Regions from separate parts of the Ovis aries genome. Here region 2 is linked to region 1. A link is a contact called in public Hi-C data. All regions are on one chromosome and are shown on one strand. The core of a region is the stretch at or near the end of the contact, and the rest is flanking DNA. Distances in the headings are between cores, read along the strand shown. Region 1 holds the start of TMEM39B (transmembrane protein 39B). Region 2 holds the start of SPOCD1 (SPOC domain containing 1).

Region 1 (5,036 bases), core at 1,491-3,990:
CACGTGCACCCCAAAGAAGAGTAACCCCTGCTCGTGGCAACTAGAGAAAGCCCATGAGCAGCAATGAAGACCCAGTGCAAACAAAACTAAATAAATGAAATTTTAAAATGTTTTTTAAAAAATCAATACAGCAAACACTTCCTGAGTATTTGCCATGTATGAAGTCAAGTACCTTCCACATAGTAGATGCACAGTAAGACATTCCCCTGCCACCAGCCCCAGTAAGGCACTTACCAGACTCAAGCTATTGCTTCTGCCCTGAGGAATGTAACAGCCAAACTCCTATTCTCAGAAACCAGCTCTGATGTCATCTCTTATGAAGCCTTCCCTTGATTACCTTGCCTGTCAAGGTTAGTCATCTTCCATCCACCTCTGAACTTGGTGCGTACTGCTGTTGTTGGGTCATAATTTATTGATTCTCCTCTGCGTCTCTCCCACTAATGAGTGGCACCTCTGTATCCTCTGGCCAACATATAATAGATGCTCAGAAATGCTTATTGACCTGAGTTAAAATGAGATCTCATGAATGGCCCAGCTTCAGTCATTGTCTATGGAATATTCCCAAAATCCTTTAGCTTCCCTTACCAACTGGCTTCCTTTCAAGAGCTAGTTTGCCACTACCTAAATTCAACTGAACTGATCCCAAATAAATACCTATCACACACCAGGTGGTTGCCACGTGTTGGGGATTCAGTAACTAACAAGATACACCTCAAATTCAGTACTCTAAAGAGGTCAGAACCAGCTCTTCTAACCAGAATCTCTTTGGCTAGAAAAAGAAATCTCAGCCCTGGTTTCTACCCTACTTTGTGACCTGCTTTGTGATGTGGTTGTTCTCCCTTCCTAAGCCTCTTTTTCCCCAGAAAGGAAGGCCTCTTTGTTATTAATATAGCTCTATAATTTAATAGATGTATATATGTTAAACTTCATATTTCCATTTCCCTAGGCTAAAAACCATGGGGCAATCCTTATCTTCTCTTTCTTCCATTCACACACCTATTTGTGTTTCTTTGCACCCCTATCCAAATTTGTCAATAAACCCTGTTGACTTTACCTTCAAATCCAGACTCCAGTCATGACTCATTTTACCCAGTCTGGTACAAACCATCAATATCTCTTGCTACGATCAGTGCCATAGCATCCTGGTCTCCCTGATTCCACCCTTCTGCCCTACAGTCTATTCTCACAGGACAGCTGGAGTGATTCTTTAAAAAAGGAAGTTCAAGCCCTCCAGTAGCTCCCATCTCATTCAGAGTAAAAGCCACAGGTCCATTCTTTCTCTCTGACTCTCATGTCTATTCCATTTCAAGCCACATTGGCCTCCTTGCTGTTTCTTAAACACATCAGGAGTGCTTGGTGCTTGTACCTGAGGGCCCTGCCTGGACTGCCCCCTTCCTCCAGATATCTACATGACTGACTCACTCTCTCCTTCAAGTGTTTGTTCAAAAGTCACCTCTGTGAAACCTACTGACTACCTTGTTTAAAATTGCAACCTCCCATCCCCCTTTCCTGTTTTCCTCCACCGCAGTCATTCCTTTCTATATTTTTTACTATATTTTTTACACCCATCTCCTCCCACTTAACTGTAGGCTTTGTGAATTTCTATTAATTAAATACCTAAATCATTTAATTAATTGAAATTGTTGTCTATTATGTGCCAAACACTGCTAATTGATGGAGGTACCAGATGATGGAGACAACTTAGAGGTCTTATGAGGGAAGAAATGATAACAACTACTAGTAACAGCTCATTTATTGAGAGCTCCCTCTGTGTTAAGCGCTTGCCATACATCTTAACAGTAATGACGGCTAACATTTATCAAAACAGACTCTGTTCTACAAGCATTATTCCATTTAATCCTCACCAAGCCCTGTAAGGTGAAAGTTACCAGTAAAGAGCAAGAAACAGGACTCCCAAGTCTTGGAACTGGTAGAATCAGGAGTTGAACTAATGTAGTGAAAGAAGGATATTCTTCCTCACATATTCTCAGAAGTGAGAAATAATGCTGAAGCTGAAGCTTCAATACTGTGGCCACCTGATGCGAAGGGCTAACTCATTAGAAAAGACCCTGACGCTGGGAAAGACTGAAGGCAGAAGGAGAAGGGGACGACAGAGGATGAGGTGGTTCGATGTCCAAACTCGACGGACGTGAGTTTGAGCAAGTTCCGGGAGTTGGTGATGGACAGGGAAGCCTGACAAGCGGCAGTCCATGGGGTCGCAGAGTCAGACACGACTGGGCGACTGAACTGAACTGACCATCAGGAAGACTAGGTGGAAGACTGGATACGGCGGTAGAAGGAAAAGGGGGAAATGACTCCCAAGTTTTCATTGGGATGGACTAAGAGCAGTAAGACCAAAGAGAAAGATGAAAGTCCAATTTGGGACGCGATCAGTTTGAGGAGCCAGTGGATCACTCATGGATGCAGGAACCAAGATGAGGTTCTGGCCCCTTCCCTCGGCCCTGAAAAGGTGCTAGGAGAAGGCAGGCAAGGGAAGAGATGGAGATAGGTTCTCCTCCCTCTCGGGTTTTCCAGCAGCATTTGCAGGAAGGGCGTGGGAGACCGCGAGACAAAGAGCGCGCGGCACTGCCTTTGTCCAGGGCGGTCCCTTTAAGAAGCGCGCTCTCAGCTTCTAGCCCGCCTTGTATGCAAATTTGGCGGCGGGGCGGGAGCGCGCAGCTGATACCCGGGGACTGGGCTGCGGCGGTTAGTCCTCTCCCGGCCGCCGTCGCCTCCGACATATTGCCCGCAGGAGCTGCGGCGGCGAAGCGGAGAGCGCCGGGGGGAGGAGATGGGTGAGCGGCACGGGTCCGGCTTGGCCCGGGAACGGGCGGACCCCAGGGTCAGGATGGCCGGGCTGCTAATTGCTCCCCCACGCGGACAGGATCCCGGCGAGGGGAGGGGGAGGGGATGTTGGGCCCAGGGGGACCCCGCCCCCTCCTGTCGTTTTGCGGGTGGGGCTTCTGTTGTGGGGGCGGGACATTGGAGGGGTGGGCGGGGCTTCTAAAATGCGGAGGTTCCTGGGGGCTTTGATGAGGACCCACTGTCCCGGGCTAGAGTGGGGCGGGGCTGCCGGTGGGCGTGGCCTTCATGCTAAGGGTGGAGCTCCTAGCCTGTAGGCCCTGGTAGAGGGGCAAATTTTCTGGGCAGTGGGGGCTTTATACTGGGGAGGTGGGGCGGAAAGGAGACCTTCCAGATGAAGGGAGCCCCCTCTGGAGCCGGGCTTCTGGGCAGAGAGCTTCTATTGGCTTGTGGGCGGGTTTTCTGAGCTGACAATTGTGTGTAGGCGGGGCTTCTGGGCTGAGAGGCTATATGTGGGTGCAGAGCTTCTAAAGAGAGGAGAGTGGGTGTGGGTAGAGCATTTGGAGTGAGGGTGCCTGTGTGGGGTTTTCTAAGCCAGGTACAGTAGCACATGAACAGAACTTTGGCGCTACTGGGGCTAGTTGCGGGCAAAGTTCCTGGACAAGAACTTTTTTGGAAACGTTGGGGTAAAGCTTCCAGGCAGAAAAGCTAGGGCAAGGGGTGTGTGTGTCTGTGGAGGCTGCTGTGCGGTCGTGAGGAGATATGAACAAGGCTTTAACTTTGGGCTTCCCAGGTGGTTCAGCGGTAAAGAATCTGCCTGCCAATGCTGGAGTCACAGGGTTGATCCCTGGAGAATGAAATGGCAACCCATTCCAGTAGTCTTACCTGGGAAATCCTGTGGGCAGAGAAGCCTGGCAGACTACAGTCCATGGGGTCTCACTGAACACACACATTAACTTTCAGAAACGACTTAAGTGACTAAGCACACACATAACTTTAGGACTGTGGTGGTGCCTAGGAGCTTTGTGCAGGAGCTTTTTGCAGGACCTGGGAGCTTGGGTTAAATTGCTCAGCGGAGAGAAAGAGTTTGTAGGTCTGTGTTAGGTTCACAACCATGCCATTCTCCCTTGACACTTGCTCAGGCCCTGAATCCTGACTGTGAGAGTTCAGGATGCCCGTTAAGCCAGATCTTGGGTCCTGGAGGAATCGTAAGCCTACAGGGACTTGCAGTAGTATCCCAAAGGAGCTGCGTATACCAGCTCGAAGAGCACAGGACCCAGACCCCCATACCACCTTTGACTCCGTGTAAACTGAATTTACTAATCTGGGAATCTACCTTGCAGAACTCATTCCCTCATCAACATGTTGTTATTGAGCACTTACTCTTAGGCTGGACACTGTGGTAGAGGGAGGGGATACAGCAGTGAAAGAGACAGACCTCACTGACCTTCCATTCCAGTGGAAAAGATAGGCAGAAAATATGTTAACAAATGAATAAGATGAAGAATGAACTGTGAAAAGAAAAATGGAAATAAGATAGTTAAGGAGGCAGATACCTACAGAATGGCAGGGAATGCTGTACTCTAGAGAGTACAGCAAGCGCAGAAGGTAGCAGTAAGCTTGGTTTGCTCAAGGAGAGAAAGACTAGGCTGGCTGAAGCATGGGGTCGAGGCAGAGAATGGCAGGAGATGTGTTTGAAGCGGTAGGCGGGGGAACCGATCATGGGTCTCTGGGATTGAGGGACGAAATGAGACACCAGGTTGTTATCTTTGATATATGCCTTCTGGCTTGAGGATCTACCTTATGTTGAGCCCCGCAGGAGGACGAAGAGGTCCCAACAGGACATCCTACTGTCGAAATCCACTCTGTGAGCCAGGATCCTCTGGGGGCTCGGGTGGGGGCCACACTTCCAGCGCATCGGTCACCAGTGTCCGTTCCCGCACCAGGTAAACTACTTGCTATCTCTTGTACTTCCCTGTGGGCTCAGAGGAGCAGTTTGGACAGAGCTCTCCCTGATTGAGCCCTAGGATGTGATACCCCAGATGCCAGATGGGGGCTTAAAGGGCAGGGAGCAGCAGAAAAGTCCCTGGGTGAGGGCGGTCCCTGGGACAGACACCTTGGGACATAGTATAATAAACCCAAAGGCCTGGATTCCACTCACAGTTCTGCTCCTAATTCACTGGTGGCTTGGACAAGTTGTCTTCCCTCTCTGGGCCCCCTTCTCCTCACCTTTC
Region 2 (5,036 bases), core at 1,408-3,907, 210 kb before region 1:
CAATTCTTCAGTGCTCAGCTTTCTTCACAGTCCAACTCTCACATCCATACATGACCACTGGAAAAACCATAGCCTTGACTAGACGGACCTTTGTTGGCAAAGTAATGTCTCTGCTTTGAAATATGCTATCTAGGTTGGTATATATACATATATATTCAGTTCAGTTCAGTCGCTCAGTTGTGTCCAACTCTTACATATATATAGTTGAATCGCTATGCTGTACATCTGAAACTAACATGATGCTTCAATTTTTAAAAAATTCAACTATGTCAGAAATATACATCAAACAGAGCAATGCCATTTTCTGCCCTTGACATATAAATATATTGACCATGATTATTAATATTAATAGAATGACAATTATTATCATCAATAAAAGAACAATGGAAAGGGAAGCAGTGAATACAGGGAACATGGCTAGGCACTGACTCCCTTGCTGTGTGAGCTTGGGGAAGTTTGTTAACTTCTCTGAGCCTCAGCTTGCCCTGGGAATATAGGGCTAATGCCTATCTCACAGGACTATTGTAACACTCAAGGAAAAGCACATTTAACACAAATAGATTTACCTTGTGCCTTATGCTGTGCTAAGTATGTTATTTCACACCATCATCTCATTTATTCCTCAAAACAACCCCACTAAAGTGGAACTAGTATTCCCTTTTCACACATGAGGAAACAGCTTAAAAAATATTCCAGGGCCACTCAACTAGGAAGTGGGCAGAGATAGGATTTGAAGACACGACTCACTGACACCAAAAGATAACGATGCCTTTCCCATCCCAACCTCTCAGAGTCAACTTACCAGTCTGGGGCCGCTTCCTGGGCTGGATTCTTCTGTTTGGTCCTGGTTGGAGCTGTCTGGCCATCTGTTAGTGCCCTGATCCTGGGCACCAGGCACTGGGTCCATTTTCAACTGTTTAGCACACTTGGAATTTCTCTGCCTCGTGGATGGGCCTGAGCTAGCCTTGCTGGCTACAGGCTCCAGGAAGCTGGAGGGGGTGTCACCAAGTCCCTGCCCTGGCCTCCCCCAAGACACTGGTCGAGCCACGACCTCCAGCTCCTCCTGGTTGTGTGAAGCACCATGGCCATCACCATCGCCAGGCCTCATGATGTGCTCAGCTTCTTGCTGTACTGTGGAAGCCTTTCCAGACCCTCCTGGGCACAGCTCAGGGCTCTGGAGAGGATCCCGGGCAGCTAGCTGAAGTGACAGTCCTCCAGTGGGCACAGGGGAGTTCACAGGGTCCCAGGGGCTGCCTGGCAGGGTCCCACCCCTTACAGTGGGCAAATATTCAAACTTCTCAATCCCTGAGTCACAGTCCACCCAACCTCCACCTGGGTGTCCAGGCCCAGACCCAGTGTCCTTGCAAGAGAGAGGACTGCACGGGCCTCCCAAGGACGCCACGTCAGCACCTCGCAGGGGGCCTTCCACAGCCTGGGGCTTGTTCCCACTAGGGCTCTGACCAAGCTGTAAGAAGCTACCTTCCTGACCCTCTGAGGGGGTCTCAGACTTCCTGCTTTTCTTTCTTGCCCCCACACACCCACTACAAAGATTCCTGGGACAACTTCCTGCTAAGATGTCATGCAGAATAATCTGGACCCTCTTGAAGGCCTGAGCCCTCCCCTGGGTAGGCTCTGTGGGTAGGTGACAGCAGAGCCTGGGGCTGGGCACCAAATTCCAGCTCTGTCCCACAGCTTGCAGCCCCAGGACCACAGGATGGGCCGTGGCCTCTGGGCTACCCCCAGGAGCACCCACTGCCTGGGAGCTGGCACCTTGACCAGACTCTTCCCTGAGGACCCTCTTCCCACTGCCAGCACAAACGGGGTCCCTCGAGCTCTCTCCTGACAGGTCTGGTGCCAGGCCTGACATGGAGCTGGTTTCTTCCATGTCCTCCTGGAAAAGTCCAAGGCTGTTGAGGGGACTGAGAACGGGGTCCTCCGTGCTGGGGCCCACTGGAGCCGCCTCCTGAGACATGTCTGTTTGCCTCCACGGGCCCAGTGCCGAAGGTAGGCCCTGTGAGGAGATAAGAGGGGGGTCTGACCTGCCCGCCCACTCAGGACACCAAGTCAATGGGAACCTCGGAGGCAGCCTCCCTTATAGGTGGCACCTCCAGGGCACCCAGGAACCACTGACATAAGCACCCCAGCGGGACACAGTGCCCCAGATGAGGGAGGGGAGGCCTGTCTCCAAACAGGGTTGAGCTACAGCCACCTTTTATGAGGTCTTCCCCTCTTCCGAGAGTTCACATATTTGCTTGTATGAGCTTTAAAAACAAGTTATCATTTATGAATGATGTACTTCTGTGCATTATTTCATTTCATGCTGCCAGCCACAGGCGAGGAAACTGATATCCAGTGGCTCGCCCAAGGCCACGCGCAGATAAAAAGTGGAAGACACGGGATTCGGCCCCGGAAAAAAAGACCAGCTCTAAATCACTCAGGTTAATTGTCCATCACCCTCACATCAGGCTGCGCCTGAGAGACATTCCCAATTACGTTCCCAGCCTGACCAGGCAGTCTCCCACCGCTCAGGGAACCCAGAACCCACCAACCCACTCGCTCTCACCTGGGGTCTGGGGTCTCTGGGCTCCCCTTCTCGGGGTTCGACACCCAGGGGAAAAGGGGCTGAGATCACATGATGCGGAGAGCCCCCGAGGGATGGGGGCGGAGTCTGTTGATACGCCAAGGGCGGGACCTCGGGCGTGCTGGCGTCGCTGCTCCGGCAGAGGGCGCCCTCTCCCACCCAAGGGCTTCCGGGAGGAAGTGCCTGGCGAGAAAGGGCCTTGAATGCCTGCGTGAGAGTTTCATCTTGATCCTACGGCAATGGGGCGTTACTGAAAGCACCTGAACCTCTAGAGGAGTATCAGAATCAGATCTACATTTTTTTCTCAATTATTTATTTTAATTATTGTTGTCTCAAATATAATTTATGTAGATGAACACGCAACACCCAACCCCAACAGAAAGGTTAGAAATTAAAACCTAAAAGTGTCCTCTCACTTGCCCAGCTCTTGAGAACAACTTTCTTTCTTTTTTTATTCATGTGATTATGAATAATATACTCATACTTCTATTCCTTGGTTTATTAATGTCTTTGTTGTTCAGTCGCTCAGTTGTGTTCCTCTCTTTGCCACCCCATGGACTGCAGCTCGCCAGGCTAACAGTGTTGATTGACTAACTGCTGTGTGATTTCATTACCGATCCTTCCTGTTTGCTCCTCCCAGTTTTTGTCTTTTATATTTACATATATTTTTTGGTTTTCGACTAGTTGCTATTACAGTCGTCCCTTTGCTTGGAGAATTCAGTTCTCCAGTTCTCAGGCACACCAGAATTCTGGAATGCTCAAGTCCCTTATACCAAATGGCATAGCCATTGTATGTAATCTATGTACATCCTCCCCAATACTTGTCATCTCTAGACTTGTATAATTCCTTGTACACTGTAAATGCTGTATGACTATCTTGCATGTGCTTAAGAAATCCAAATTTTGCTTTTGGAGTCTTTCTTGAAATTTAAAAAAAAAAAAAAATTCCATCTGGAACTACCCTGGTGGTCCAGTGGCTAAGATTCCACACTCCCAATGCAGGGGGCCTGGGTTTGATCCTTAGTCAGGGAACTAGATCCCACATGCAATAACTAAGAGTTCACAGGCTGCAACTAAAGATCGTGCATGCCACAACTAAGACTCAGTGCAGCCAAATAAATATATATATCTTTTTTAAAAGAAATGTTGCTGACTTTTTAAAATAATTAATTTATTCCTGGCTGCTCTGGGTCTTGATTGCGCAGGCTTTCTCTAGTTGTCGTGTGTTAGTGGCTCAGTCATGTCCAACTCTTTGCAAAACCATTGACTGTAGCCTGCCAGGCTCCTCTGTCCATGGGATTCTTCAGGCAAGAACACTGGAGTGGGTTACCATTCCCTCCTCCAGGGGATCTTCCCCACCCAGGGATAGAACCCGTGTCTCCTGCTTTGGCAGGTGGATTCTTTACCACTGAGCCACCAGGGAAGCCCCATTTATAACATTATACTATGTAAGTACTTTCACTGTAGAACTAGAGATTTGACTGAGAGGTAGATGAAATTCCCCAGCATGAAACTTGTGCCATGTGAGACCACAAGAAGCTTCCAGTCAATGGGATTACTACATTCAGTTAGAATTAATACATTTAAATATTGGCTTGACCAAAAAGTTCATACAGGTTTCCATACGATGTTATGAAAAAACCCGAACAAAGTTTTTAGCCAATCCAATAAAGATGTTGGATGTTAAAGACATGATGTTGAATTTAGAAAGCAAGAAAATGTTAATGAAGGAAATAGAGTGCTGGGTATATGGAAACTCTCTGTACCAATCTTCATTTTTTCCCCTCCAAATCTAAAACTCTTCTAGAAAATAAAATCTAAGGGGAAAAAAAGGAAGCTGTAGTGTGATCTATATTGAAAACTCTAATTATATGGCCGTCAAGGTCACAAATGAGGTTAAGAGGTGAGATTGGATGTTACCAATGACCACAATTACTGCTCTAAAGAAAAATTTTTGAAGATGACTTCACCCTGTGGAATATCCTGGTCATGATGGCAGAGACATGGACCAGGGCCATTAAGACCAAGTAGACTATTTTTCTGGCCCATTTAGATAATGAAAGTCTCCCACAGTTGGACAAGGAAAGGAGAAGCAGAGGTATCACATGGCATAGAGGATAAAAGGGCAATGGTGACTGATAACAAATAGTGCTACTTCAAGCCAAGGTTTCCATACGTTGTTACAGAAAAACCCGAATGAACTTTTTAGCCTATCCAATATCTCAAAGACATGATGTTGAATTTAAAAAGCAAACATATGTTAATGAGGGAAACTGAGGGCTGGGTATGTGGTCTATATCCTTAACCTATATTAATCCTATGTTTACCTCTTTTAATTTACTTTTAGTAAATTGGTTTAAAAACCCAGCAGGTCTCACTGTCTCCTGATATTCTAAATGTCTTGTCATACAAAGTGATCAAGGTAAAGTTTTGCCCGGTTTTGGCCCAATGCCCT

What was found. Hi-C and Micro-C count contacts between places; a contact is called where the count stands out from the background.
Region 2: a contact with region 1 is called in a Hi-C map of hypothalamus, with 6 times the contacts expected there. The contact joins the promoter of SPOCD1 here to the promoter of TMEM39B in region 1. A contact is called at or near these places in 6 of 16 Hi-C or Micro-C datasets (hypothalamus, liver, muscle and 3 more).

Annotation. Positions count from the first base shown.
Region 1 is chr2:235,426,129-235,431,164 of ARS-UI_Ramb_v3.0, reverse strand. It overlaps TMEM39B (transmembrane protein 39B), which reads left to right and starts at 2,740. Exons shown (of 8, transcript XM_027965359.3): 1 at 2,740-4,748. The coding sequence starts at 4,579.
Region 2 is chr2:235,639,260-235,644,295 of ARS-UI_Ramb_v3.0, reverse strand. SPOCD1 (SPOC domain containing 1) reads right to left here and starts at 2,657. Exons shown (of 16, transcript XM_042245003.2): 1 at 2,564-2,657; 2 at 803-2,011. The coding sequence starts at 1,972.